2 separate regions of the Mus musculus genome follow, and region 2 is linked to region 1. A link is a contact called in public HiChIP or PLAC-seq data. All regions are on one chromosome and are shown on one strand. Each heading gives the region's core, a stretch centred on a gene start, on an enhancer-like site or on the middle of the called end of the contact. The rest is flanking DNA. Distances are from core to core; before and after follow the strand shown. Region 1 overlaps Neurl1a (neuralized E3 ubiquitin protein ligase 1A). Region 2 has its middle 7.6 kb from the start of Col17a1.

What was found. HiChIP or PLAC-seq counts read pairs in DNA pulled down with a chosen protein or histone mark.
Region 2: a contact with region 1 is called in an HNF4G HiChIP or PLAC-seq map of pancreatic cancer cells. The contact joins two enhancer-like sites. A contact is called at or near these places in 2 of 39 promoter capture datasets (cranial neural crest and hematopoietic stem and progenitor cells), 1 of 115 datasets of contacts at active chromatin or transcription factors (pancreatic cancer cells) and 1 of 9 other capture datasets (liver).

Annotation. Positions count from the first base shown.
Region 1 is chr19:47,217,016-47,222,234 of GRCm38.p6, forward strand. All of the region lies in intron 1 of Neurl1a (neuralized E3 ubiquitin protein ligase 1A), which reads left to right. Among named protein-coding and RNA genes, the nearest start is that of Gm36693, 17 kb to the left of the region's middle. Within about 2 kb of position 2,831, at least 85 of the 459 cell types and tissues checked have an H3K27ac peak or open chromatin away from gene starts, as enhancers often do. A contact at or near this core is called in pancreatic cancer cells, where this site is marked.
Region 2 is chr19:47,697,032-47,702,349 of GRCm38.p6, forward strand. No RefSeq gene overlaps it. Among named protein-coding and RNA genes, the nearest start is that of Col17a1, 7.6 kb to the left of the region's middle. Within about 2 kb of position 2,905, at least 60 of the 459 cell types and tissues checked have an H3K27ac peak or open chromatin away from gene starts, as enhancers often do. A contact at or near this core is called in pancreatic cancer cells, where this site is marked.

The sequences.
Region 1 (5,219 bases), core at 1,581-4,080:
GTTTAACGTCTTCTTTTTTAATACTTTATTTTTATTTGATGTGCATTGGCGCTTTGCCTGCATGTATCTGTGTGAGGGTGTCAGATCCAAGAGAGAGAGAGTTATAGACAGTTGTGAACTGCCATGTGGTTCTTCAGTCCAGCCCTCCCTATGTTTAACTTCTAAAAAATTGAAAATGTGGGATGGGGTTGGGAGGGGAGGAGGAAGGTGAGGGGGGAGAGGGAGAGAACAGAGACAGAGTCAGACAGCATGAGGGAAGGTCTCAGGGAAGGTCCACGGTACAGAGGTCAGACAGCTTCCTCAGCTCAGTTCCTGGGACTGAGCTCAGCTCACCAGGCTACCGTGGTCACCCTCTGGGCCATCTTGCCAGCCCTGAGTATTTTTGACTTTTAAATAAAGGGCCTAAATATTTTCTACAACAGCTAAACCATTTTACATGGTCACTAGCAGTGTGTAAGATGGTGTGAGTTCTGATTCTCCGTGTCTTCGCCAATCCTTGTTAACTTTGGCTCTTCCGACAGATATGCAGTACCTTATTCTAGCTTTATTGTGCATTTCCTTAGTCCCTAATTATACTGAGCATTTTCAATGTGCTTTTTAAAATTCCATTCAAGGTGTACTTTGGTAAAGTGTCTACTTAACTCTGTGTCTGTTATGTCTTATTGGGTTGTTTCCTTATTATTGAATTTTGAGAGTTCTTTATATATATAGGATTCTCAGCAATCATTTCAGGCTGTCTGTTGAAAGTAACAAACTCTGCTCTGGACTGTTTTACCAGTGAGAGGTGAGAATTCCTGACACAAACGGGATTATCTGGAGTGAGAAAATTTTAAGTGAACCAAGGGCAGCTCTGCCACTTCTGGGAGGGCTCGCTTCTAGTCTAGTGACATGTCATGGCTATCACAAGAATCCCAACCAGACATGCAGTCTCTGGAGCAAAGAGGCTTACTTCTCCGGGACCTTTTTCTGAAGAGCAAGGAAACTATTTAGTGTGTATGTGGACGATATCCTCTAGCAGTCCTCCCGCCATGCCTCAATAGCTAGATGTGGGTCACGTGGTCACTGTCTGTCTAGTCACTGGCAAGAGGGATAGAGCAATGTGACTGTCATGAACCAGTGGTGGCAGCTCATGAGCCATCTGGAGGGCCCTAGAAACTACCCCCGTCATCATGTAGGTATGGTGGCATGCACTTTTAATCCCAGCACTTGTGATGGGGGTTGAGAGCTGGGTGGAGGTGGGGGTGGAAATAGGGGCAGGGACAGGGGTCTGGGCTGAGAAAAGAGGACCTTGAGTTTAAGGCCATCCTGGACTACATAATGGGTTCAGCGCCAGCTTGGGCAACATACTGAGAGCCTGTCTCCCAAAACCAAAGACTAGGAATGTGGGTCAGTAGAGTCTAACACATGCCAGGCCCTGAGTTCAACCCCCAACCCCACAGAAACAGATTTCCAAACTACCCCTGCTTGGGCTCTTTCTCAGAAACTGTTCATCAGTCTGGATAGGGTATGAATATCAGTCACTCTGTAATTTCCAAAGGTGATACTGATGGGGAGGCAGGCTTGAGCATCAGTGCCATCTTTCTTGGTCCAGGACAGATGTTGAGAGTCAGCCACAATGTCCTTGATAGTATTGCTGGAAAAAATGTGGCTTAAACAACTCACCAAGCCTCTTAAAACCTCACTTTCTTCGTCTGTCCAATGGGACTAGCCTCCTATAGTTTCTGTGAAGGCTGAGCCCTTGGGAGCTGACAGACTTTGTGCCCATTGACACCTGAGGGTCATCTGCTTAGCCCCCAGTCAACTTGCCTCCTGCCAGGAATAGCCAGGAGAGAGATTTTTATTGAGCTCAGCTTCCTATCATTAAATGAGAAAAAGAAGGGGAGAAAAAGAGGGACTGGGAAGCCACAGGCAACCACAGTGGGCTTTTTTTTTTCTTCTCAGATGTGGGCTTGAACAAGCTGCTATAAATGGTTCCTGCAGAGGGGCTGGAGGTGCTCTTCCCACTGCCGCTTTAATCAGGAGAACCTGGGAAAGGTGGTAGGTGCAAGGCTCTTCCCTGGAGTCCTGCAGTGGGTGGAGGGGGCTGGCACACATGCCTCTGCCGCCTGCAGGAAAGATGGTCGGACTGGGCTGTGTGTTCAGCTTCCTCAGTGTGCAGGACACACTGGGTGCTTAGCTTCTTGGCTATTTCTTAGTGAGGCCCAGGCTGGGCTGCCAACATGTCAAGAGAACCCCTTGGGCTATGAGATAATAGGCCAGTTGATCTATCACTTTTGGGTCCTACTGGGCCCAAAGGGGCCACAGTGGGTATGGAGACAGGGAGGGTAGCCTCCAGGAAGCTGGAGAGGAGAGAGATGAGTCAGTGCCAGGACTGTACACCACCAATCACAGCTTCACCTCTCTTCTGCTCTTGGTTTTCTTCTCGCTTGTATAAAATACTCTTGGCAGAACCATGAGTACCAACCACCATGTTAGAGACTGAGCAGCCATGTTGCTCCAAGAATGGGAAAGTCCCTGCTGGGCTAGCCTGTCTTGGATGGGCAGGGCTCATGGCTCACGTTCGTGAAATACTTTGGTGGGAGGGTGGATATCCTGGGAATGAAGCCAGATCCATGGGTTGGGGTCAGTTTAGAGAGTTCTGAATGCTTCCCAGAGGGAACCAAGCTTCTCCCGAGGTGCTCAGAAACCACCAGAAGCTCTGATAGACAGAAAGGCCAACCTGTCAACCCTACGAAGGCAGCAAAAGTGCCAGTAAGTGTTCCGGTCAGGATGATGTGGAGGGAGCTCTGGGTGGAGTTCAAGGATGGGAGGAGTTGACTTGTAGCTCTTTAGAGCTGAGTCATTATTCTGAGGCCACACAGCAGAGGCAAGTGCTTGGGTGATGATGTCAGCTGATGTGTATCTTTGGGGGTGGTGGTGGTGGGGAGACAAGGTTTCTTTGTATAGCCCTGGCTGTTCTGGGACTCTCTTGTGGTTCCGACTGGCTTCAAACCCAAAGATCTGCCTGTCTCTGCCTCCTGAGTGCTGGGATTAAAGGCTGTGCCATCATGCCTGGCTCAGAGTTCTGTCTTAATCTTAGTGTAGCTGCTTCGTACCTGTGTAACCTGCACCTTCCGTGTCCCCAAGCCCTCAGTGTCCTCACTGAGGATGCTACGTTCCCAGTAATGGCCTCTCCTTCTGGGGTCCAGGGCAGGTATTTAAAGATGACAGTGGCAGATGTAATTTTCTTAGTTTATGTATTGGTTGTCTTATTGCTGTGACAGAAGGTAACCTAAGGAGGGAACAGTTTATTCCGGTTTATAATTCTAAATTGTAACTGTTGCAAGGGTTGCTGTCTCTCAGGCCAGTGAAGTGAGGTGAGAGGAGCAAAGGGGTAGTTGGATTTGTATCAACACATTGCATCACATTATATCCACATTGCATCACATTGTATCCACATTGTATCACATTGTATCACATTGTATCCACAGTCAGGACACAGAGACAAATGTGCTCAGCTTGCTTTCTGAGTTTTAACAAATCTGAGACCCCAGCCTGTGGAGTGGTACCGCCCTATTTGGAATGGGTCTTCTCACCACCACAACTAATCTAATCTGGAAAATCTCTCATAAACAGGCCCAAAGATTTGTTTCTACGGGGACTCTAAATCCTGTTAAGTTGACAACAAAAGTTAGCCACCAGGGGTATTCACTTATCTTGATTCCTGTTTTATTTTTATTTGAGGGCAGGTACTAGGGGGCATAGGAGCCCTTCAGGAGAGCCTCCACGGGATGGGGAGGGGGAAGGCCAAAGTGTCTGGGCAGATGGACATGAGTTCAAAGCCGAGTCTCTGCTGTTTCTCATTCTGTGCCTGTGATTCCTCATTGGTAAGATGGGGACATGGTAGGGCCTTTATGTAGTGTTATGACGGAGGCTCATCTAGACCACACTTCCTGGGCCTTCCAGGCTGTTCTGGGCTCGCTGTATTGGGGCCTCATCTCTTCTTCCTGTTGCTCTGGCAGGTAGGCATTTTCCTTCCCAGCCCATTTTTTAGAAGAAAGAATAGATACCTGAGGTTTGATACTAGGTAGTCAGAAATGCTCAGGAGCCCAGTCTCAGCACCTCCTCTCCTCTGAGTCATTCCCCAACCCCCCCACCACAGACTCCTCAGTGTGTTGCAGCAACTATTGGAGTCACTAGACTGCTGGTATTTAACTGTCAGTGGCTTTCCTGGGAGTGTATAATCCTAGAGTCATCCAGCTCTTGTTGGTCCTGGGCCATCACGATGTTGTACTTGCTGATGCCCATTGTCTGAGGGAGAGAGTTGGAGAAAGAGATGATGCAGGATACAGGAGCAAGTCGGGGGCGGTGGGGGGGGGGAGGCGCTGGCTCAGCTGGCTCTGAGCTCTGCTGCAAATGAGACCATGGAGGGACAAGAAGGACAGAGCCAGAGGTGCAGGCAGCTTGAAGAAAGGCACACAGCTACAGGAGCCCCAGGGGGTATCCTCAGATTTGTGTGTATGCGTGTATATAGAGCTTGTGACTGTATGGGGAGAGGGATGGGGAAGGGTCCTCCCTGCAAAGGAGGTCTTTATCCTCCCAGCATCAGCTGCCAGTTTTGCTTATAATCCAGCAGGCCAGCAGGGATCAGTCAGGTGCAGGTCCCGCACGAGGTTTTTTTCTGGCACATATGTCCTGTCTCCTGTATCACTCTGGTGTCCTCCCGCTCTCCCCCACCCACCATGAAAGTCTCATTGTCTTCCATTCCTTACCTTAACCAGAAAGGTTATGGTGTATCCAGATCTTATGGACTCCAACTGATGATTTATCATTTGTGACAAGAGACAAGGGCTGCCTTCCAGTTTTAAAATTCACTCCACTCTGACCAGACCCAGAGCACCGACCAGGTGACAAGGGACAATGCTTAATCTCCTTTCTTAGCTGAACTGGCTGCTAGCCAGCCCTCTGACATGGCATTTGCATTTATAGCAGGTGTGTAAAAGCACACATGCAAAGCGTAGAGCCTTGCCTGGTGAGGCATGTGTAGAGCTGAGTACATGTTGGTGACAGGAGATGGTGCTTCCTGAAGCTGGTTCCCCATCTCTCCCTGGAGGAACATGGTCTGTATTCATACCCGGCATCCCAGGTCACTCCTTTCCCTGGGTGGGGTAGATCCTTAAGCTCCCCCTGCATTCCTGACAGTGGTCAGGCATCTTGCCTTGCAGACATTGTGTCTCTTG
Region 2 (5,318 bases), core at 1,655-4,154, 480 kb after region 1:
GGTAGGTAGCCTGTGTCGACTTCTGCCCATGTATGACCTCATGCATGTGCACGCCAGGCACATAGGCACACACACATGAACATAATTAATTAAAAAGGAGCTCACTATGGGAGGCAGTAGCAGTGAGGCTGGACAGATAGACAGCAGTACTTAGTGATGGCTTCTGGGCTACAGAAGACACCAGCCGCTGGGGGAATGCTGGGATTTTTCCAAACCGATAGAGACCGCCCGCCAACCACAGCTATTTCCTTTCCCTGCCAAGTTACTTCCTTCAAGCCTCCCCGTGTTGGCGCTTACCTTCCAGGGGCATGAAAACAATAACGAGATTATTACGTCTGCTTCCAGTCTTCTTTTGTTCACTCCCTATCACAGCGAGCATGAGAGACTTAAAAATGGCCCAGTTTTCTGCCTCGAAGAACTTCAGAACTAAGCAATAGAATAATATTAGACCATGTCAGGTGTAGGTGACACTTCTAAGCGGTTGGAAACCACCATGTGCTATTTCTGACACATACCCTGCAAATGCTCCGACATTTATTTCTAATTATTTAACATTCATGCTCTTTGAACGCAAGAGCTTAGTATACTCAAGAAAAATGTGTGGGCCTTAGCAGTTGCCTGCTTTTGCTATGGCCAGAGCCTGGCCCACGAAGGTCATTGTTAGAAACTTAATCTCAGAGCGGTGTTGAGAGGTGAAGACCCTTCAGAGATGATTCGGCCACAGGGAATCCACCCTCATGATCGGATCGGTGCCATCTTTGGTTAGCAAGTTCCACCCAGGAGTAAGCTCGGCCTCTCTCTTTTCCTCCTGCCCATGTGATGTGCTCTGTCATGTAAGGAGACTCTCACCAGGGTCTGCTCCCCCAACCTTGGACTTCCAGAGAGACAAATCCTTTTCTTTACAAATTACCCAGTTTCTGGTATTCTGCTATAGACGCACAAAAAACAGATCTTGAAGACTCATTTTATGATCTGATAAATGATTCTTTCATTATTCGAGGAAGAAAGAAGACGCTTGGGCCTGCCAGGACTAGGAGCTGTTGGTGGCCTTGAGCTCAGCAGAGTGCTTCTGCCCACCCTGGGGGAGTTAAGCCTCCAGGGCAGGCAACTCCTCCTCATGTTGTTTGCTCAAAAATGTCACAGGAGCCTGTCAGCTTGGAAAGCTCAGGACAGGGAAAGATGTGCTCTCAGAACCGGGGAGTTATCTCACGAAAGTTGTTTGAAATGTGTCTTCTGCTTGGTCCCTACTGGGGAACAAGAACTGAAAACAGTTCAACGGGACAGCAGGAAGCTGCGTGACAGCTGGAATAATTACCAGAGCTTCATGCTTTTAGGCCAAAAAACTGCAAAGCCTGAGTCAGGCGGCGACCATTCCCTGGTGCTGCAGGCCATGATTCAGGAGCTGGGCCTGCCCTTCGAAGACATGTTCACACAAAGACTCTCTTCATTAACACGAAGGCCGCACCCTATTATCTATCCTGTGGTTGGCAGTGTATTCCCCACGGGTATGTCTCCAGTGCATAGACTCAGGCTGAGATTCAGGTCTCAGAGTCAGACACACCCATCAACTCAACATGCTACCGGTTAGCAACCCTCATCTAGAAGTCCCTGACCTAATTACACCAGTGGTCTCTGACTTGGGGGACCCTGGTGCTTCCGTGGGCAGCGGTGAGGTGGGTGAGGTGCCACTCGGTTGTTGACATTTAGGAAAAGCCAACCTCTCGGATGTTAAGGGAGTTTGCTTATGTGGTTGGTTTTGTTGTTGGGGACTGGGCCCAGTGTTTACCTGTTCTACCACTGAGCTACGACCTTAGGCCCTGGGGATTTTAGCAAATGCTTGTCACTGTGCAACTAACGGGCCACAGCATTTAAGATGCACAGAATTAATTTCCTGACACCCACAAATTCACCTCTGTTCCACTTTAGTTTGTTGCTCTCTCCAGCCTCTGACGGATAAGGATCTGGTTCAAGTCTCTGGCTTTGCCTTTTTCAGAATGCTATTTACATGGACTAAACAGTATAATAGCCTTTCTGTCAATATCTGAGGTCCATCCATGTTCTAGTATGTGTCGCTAGGCTGACTTTGCTATGGAGTAATTTCCTATTGTTTGACATATATTTATTTGGTGGGGGGTGGGGGGGGGGAGTTGAGGCAGGGTTTCTTGTCTAGCCCTGGCTATCCTGGAACTCACACTGTAGACAGGCTGGCCTTGACCTTAGAAATCTGCCTGCCTCTGCCTCTAAAGTGTTTGGGATTAAAGGCATGTGCCACCACTGCCTGGTATTGGTATATATTTTTAATACATGTTCTTATACTGATGGACACTGGATTGTATCAGTTATCTTGGATAAGTACCTTGAAGTGTAAGGATGGGCCAGGTAAATATGTATTTATCTTCATACGACAACAGAATTTTGTACTGTACTATTGGGATTCAGAAAACGACACCTCAAATTGTGGTACTTTGATGTTTTCACATGCTGAACCAGAAAAGAAAAAAAATCTTAGACTCAAGGTTTTTGACCTCTAGCTCCCCTCTCCGATTAGGGACAGCCTTGGTGTGGAAAGTGATATTTCATCATGTATTACGCCCTCCAGATTGAACTAAAAGGACACATTTGCTTTCTGTTTCCACCTTCAGGTTCCACTTTATATTATAGAAAAAGAGGCTAAGAACTGCAACCATACACACAGTGCCTGTCCCCCAGGCTCATTCAGATTCCAAGGACAATGATTTTACAAGCTAATTTCTGTCCCAGGGTCCATTTTCTCTCTTGACCATTATTTCCTGTCCTTCTGAATTGCCTATATCCCCACATGTCCTTTTCCCCTGTGACGAGATCATTACACATGGGACTCTGACTGGCTTCGTGTGTAATCACACTGCGGTGATTCACTCCTCTGCAAGTTACAACATCTGTGTATCTTTTCTCCCGTTGATTTATTGGCGTGCTGTTCCAGCAAACCTTCAGAGGGCAAAACAAATGTTTTCCTTTTCTCCCCACAGTCTGCTTTCTCTCCCTAAGAGCGATGTGAAGGAATTCTAAGTGTCCCACATCCTCGTCAGCTCTTGGAATTATCTGTTTGATTTTATCCATTCCGGTCACCGTGCCGTGGCATTTTGTTATCATTTTAATGTATAGTTCTGCAGTGAGTCGACGTGGATCATCTTTCCATAGGATGATTTGCTATTCACCTATGTTTTCTGGTGAGGTCTTTGCAAGGGTTTGTTTGTTTGTTTTTTGAGACAGGGTTTCTCTGTGTGGTTCTGGCTGTCCTGGAACTCACTCTGAGGCCAAGCTGGCCTTAACTCTGAGATTAAAGGTGTGTGCCACCACCACTCAGCGAGCCAGAGATTGTGTCTATTTAGAAACTGGATTGTTTTAGTGTTGTTGAAATTTTATACTCCTTTATACATTCTGCATATACGTTCCTTACTGGATATCTAGTAATATTTGCTGTCTATGCTTGCTGTTTTCCTAACAAGGTCTCCTGAAAACATGGTCTCATTTCTTTTTTTTTTTCTTTCTTTTTTTTTTTTTTTTTGCTATTATGAATCCTACCATTGTCATGGTGTATAAGAAATCTTTGCTTAATTAACAAAGTTGACAAGATTTTTTTGGATATATTTCCTTATAGAAGTGTTATCATTTTTGTCTTCAAAGAACCCGAGTCAGCATTCTTTGTCTTATCTCGTTACTTTTCTCAGACCAGGCCTTGATGGATGCTTGTGCTAAGCTTTCCGTCGCTGGGACAGAATGCAGGAAAACAACTTAAGTGAGAAGCTGTTGTCTTGACTTTACCCATGGCAGCCGCCCTGGTGGATCCGGTTTGCGGTGAGACCATACCTCACCATGGCTGGGGCGATAGTAGGACAAAAGTTGAAATCATGGCAGCCCAGAAGCGCATGCGCACACACACAGACTGTGCCTTCGCTAGTGAACTCTCTCCTTTCCTTCCTTTGAGCTCATCGTGGGATAATGCCATTCATCTTCAGGGCGGGGCTTCTCACCATGGTTAATCCTCTTTGGAAATGCCCCCATCCAGAGATATGGTTTCTGATCTCCTAAGCCTCTCAATCCAAGCCAGTCAAAGATCAAACTTAACCATCCAAGTTTAGCCCTTGTAAACTTAATACCTAATTACATCCCCTTAAATTGTAACATCTCGCCCCTGGACCTCAAAAGGCTCCCGTTAATCTTGTAATGCAAAATTCATTCAGTCTATCTCGAAGAGCCCTCGCTGGCTTAACAATTCCAACATCGCTCAGACTCTCCTCTGAGACACAAAGCAAACATTTCCCATGAGTTCTTGTAAGCTTCAAAAAGAAATACAAATACCTGTACTGCATACAGTGGCACAGAGTAAACATGTCTATTCCAGAGAAGGGAATGGAAGACAAAGAAGAAAAGTATCAGACCAAAGCAAAACCAAAACCCTGCATGGAAAAAAAAAATCAAATCCTGTGGCAGCATGTCCAGCACCCATGGCCCATGGTATTGTGACGAGGGCTTTGATGGGCTTGGGACTTCCTGCCCTAAGTCCCACCCCTACGGCTTTGCTGGCTGTAGGCCACTCGCTTGTGGCAGACAATCCCTTCTACATTCTACATTTGGCTTCTATTTGATGAACCTAATCTCTTTGACAGCCACACTCTCTCCTTGGCCTCAACTTCACACATCTCCCCCTCCAAACCTTTTTTCTCTTCTTAGTGCTAATATTTCCCACTGTAAAGTTGGGTAAATAAATACCCAGGCCACAGCCAGAATGCCAAGCTGCCTCAAAATTCCTTCCACCAGTTTAATTAGTCCAACACCTTTAAATCCAACCTCCCACAGAGTGTCAGAGTACAGATAAAATGGAGACAAGTCCTTTCCTTAATGTAACACAAATAGCCTCGAGTCCGAATGGAGTCTGCATTGCCATCTGAAACCTCATGAGCACGGTCTAGGTTTCCATGGGCATTCTGATCTTGAGTTCCTCCTAGAATTGACTGTGAGGCTGCACAGTTAGCATTCTAGGCTCCCCTTAGCCCACATTTCCAAAAATTCAAAATTCCTCTGGCAAACTACTTCTAAACTACCCTACTAGGTTGTCACAGTGGTGACCTACTTCTGTTGTGAATTTTCTGTGCTAGTCTGACTTTCTGTGGCTGTGAGGCATATTGCTGAGGAGTAACTTAAAGGAAGAAGGGTTTATCTTGGCTCACGTTCTCACCGGGTTCAGTCTTCTAGTTTCCTGGTTCTGTTTGAGGCCACTGGATATCATGGCAGCAAGGCATGGTGAGGAAGAGCTAGTCACTGCCAGGTACATGGCA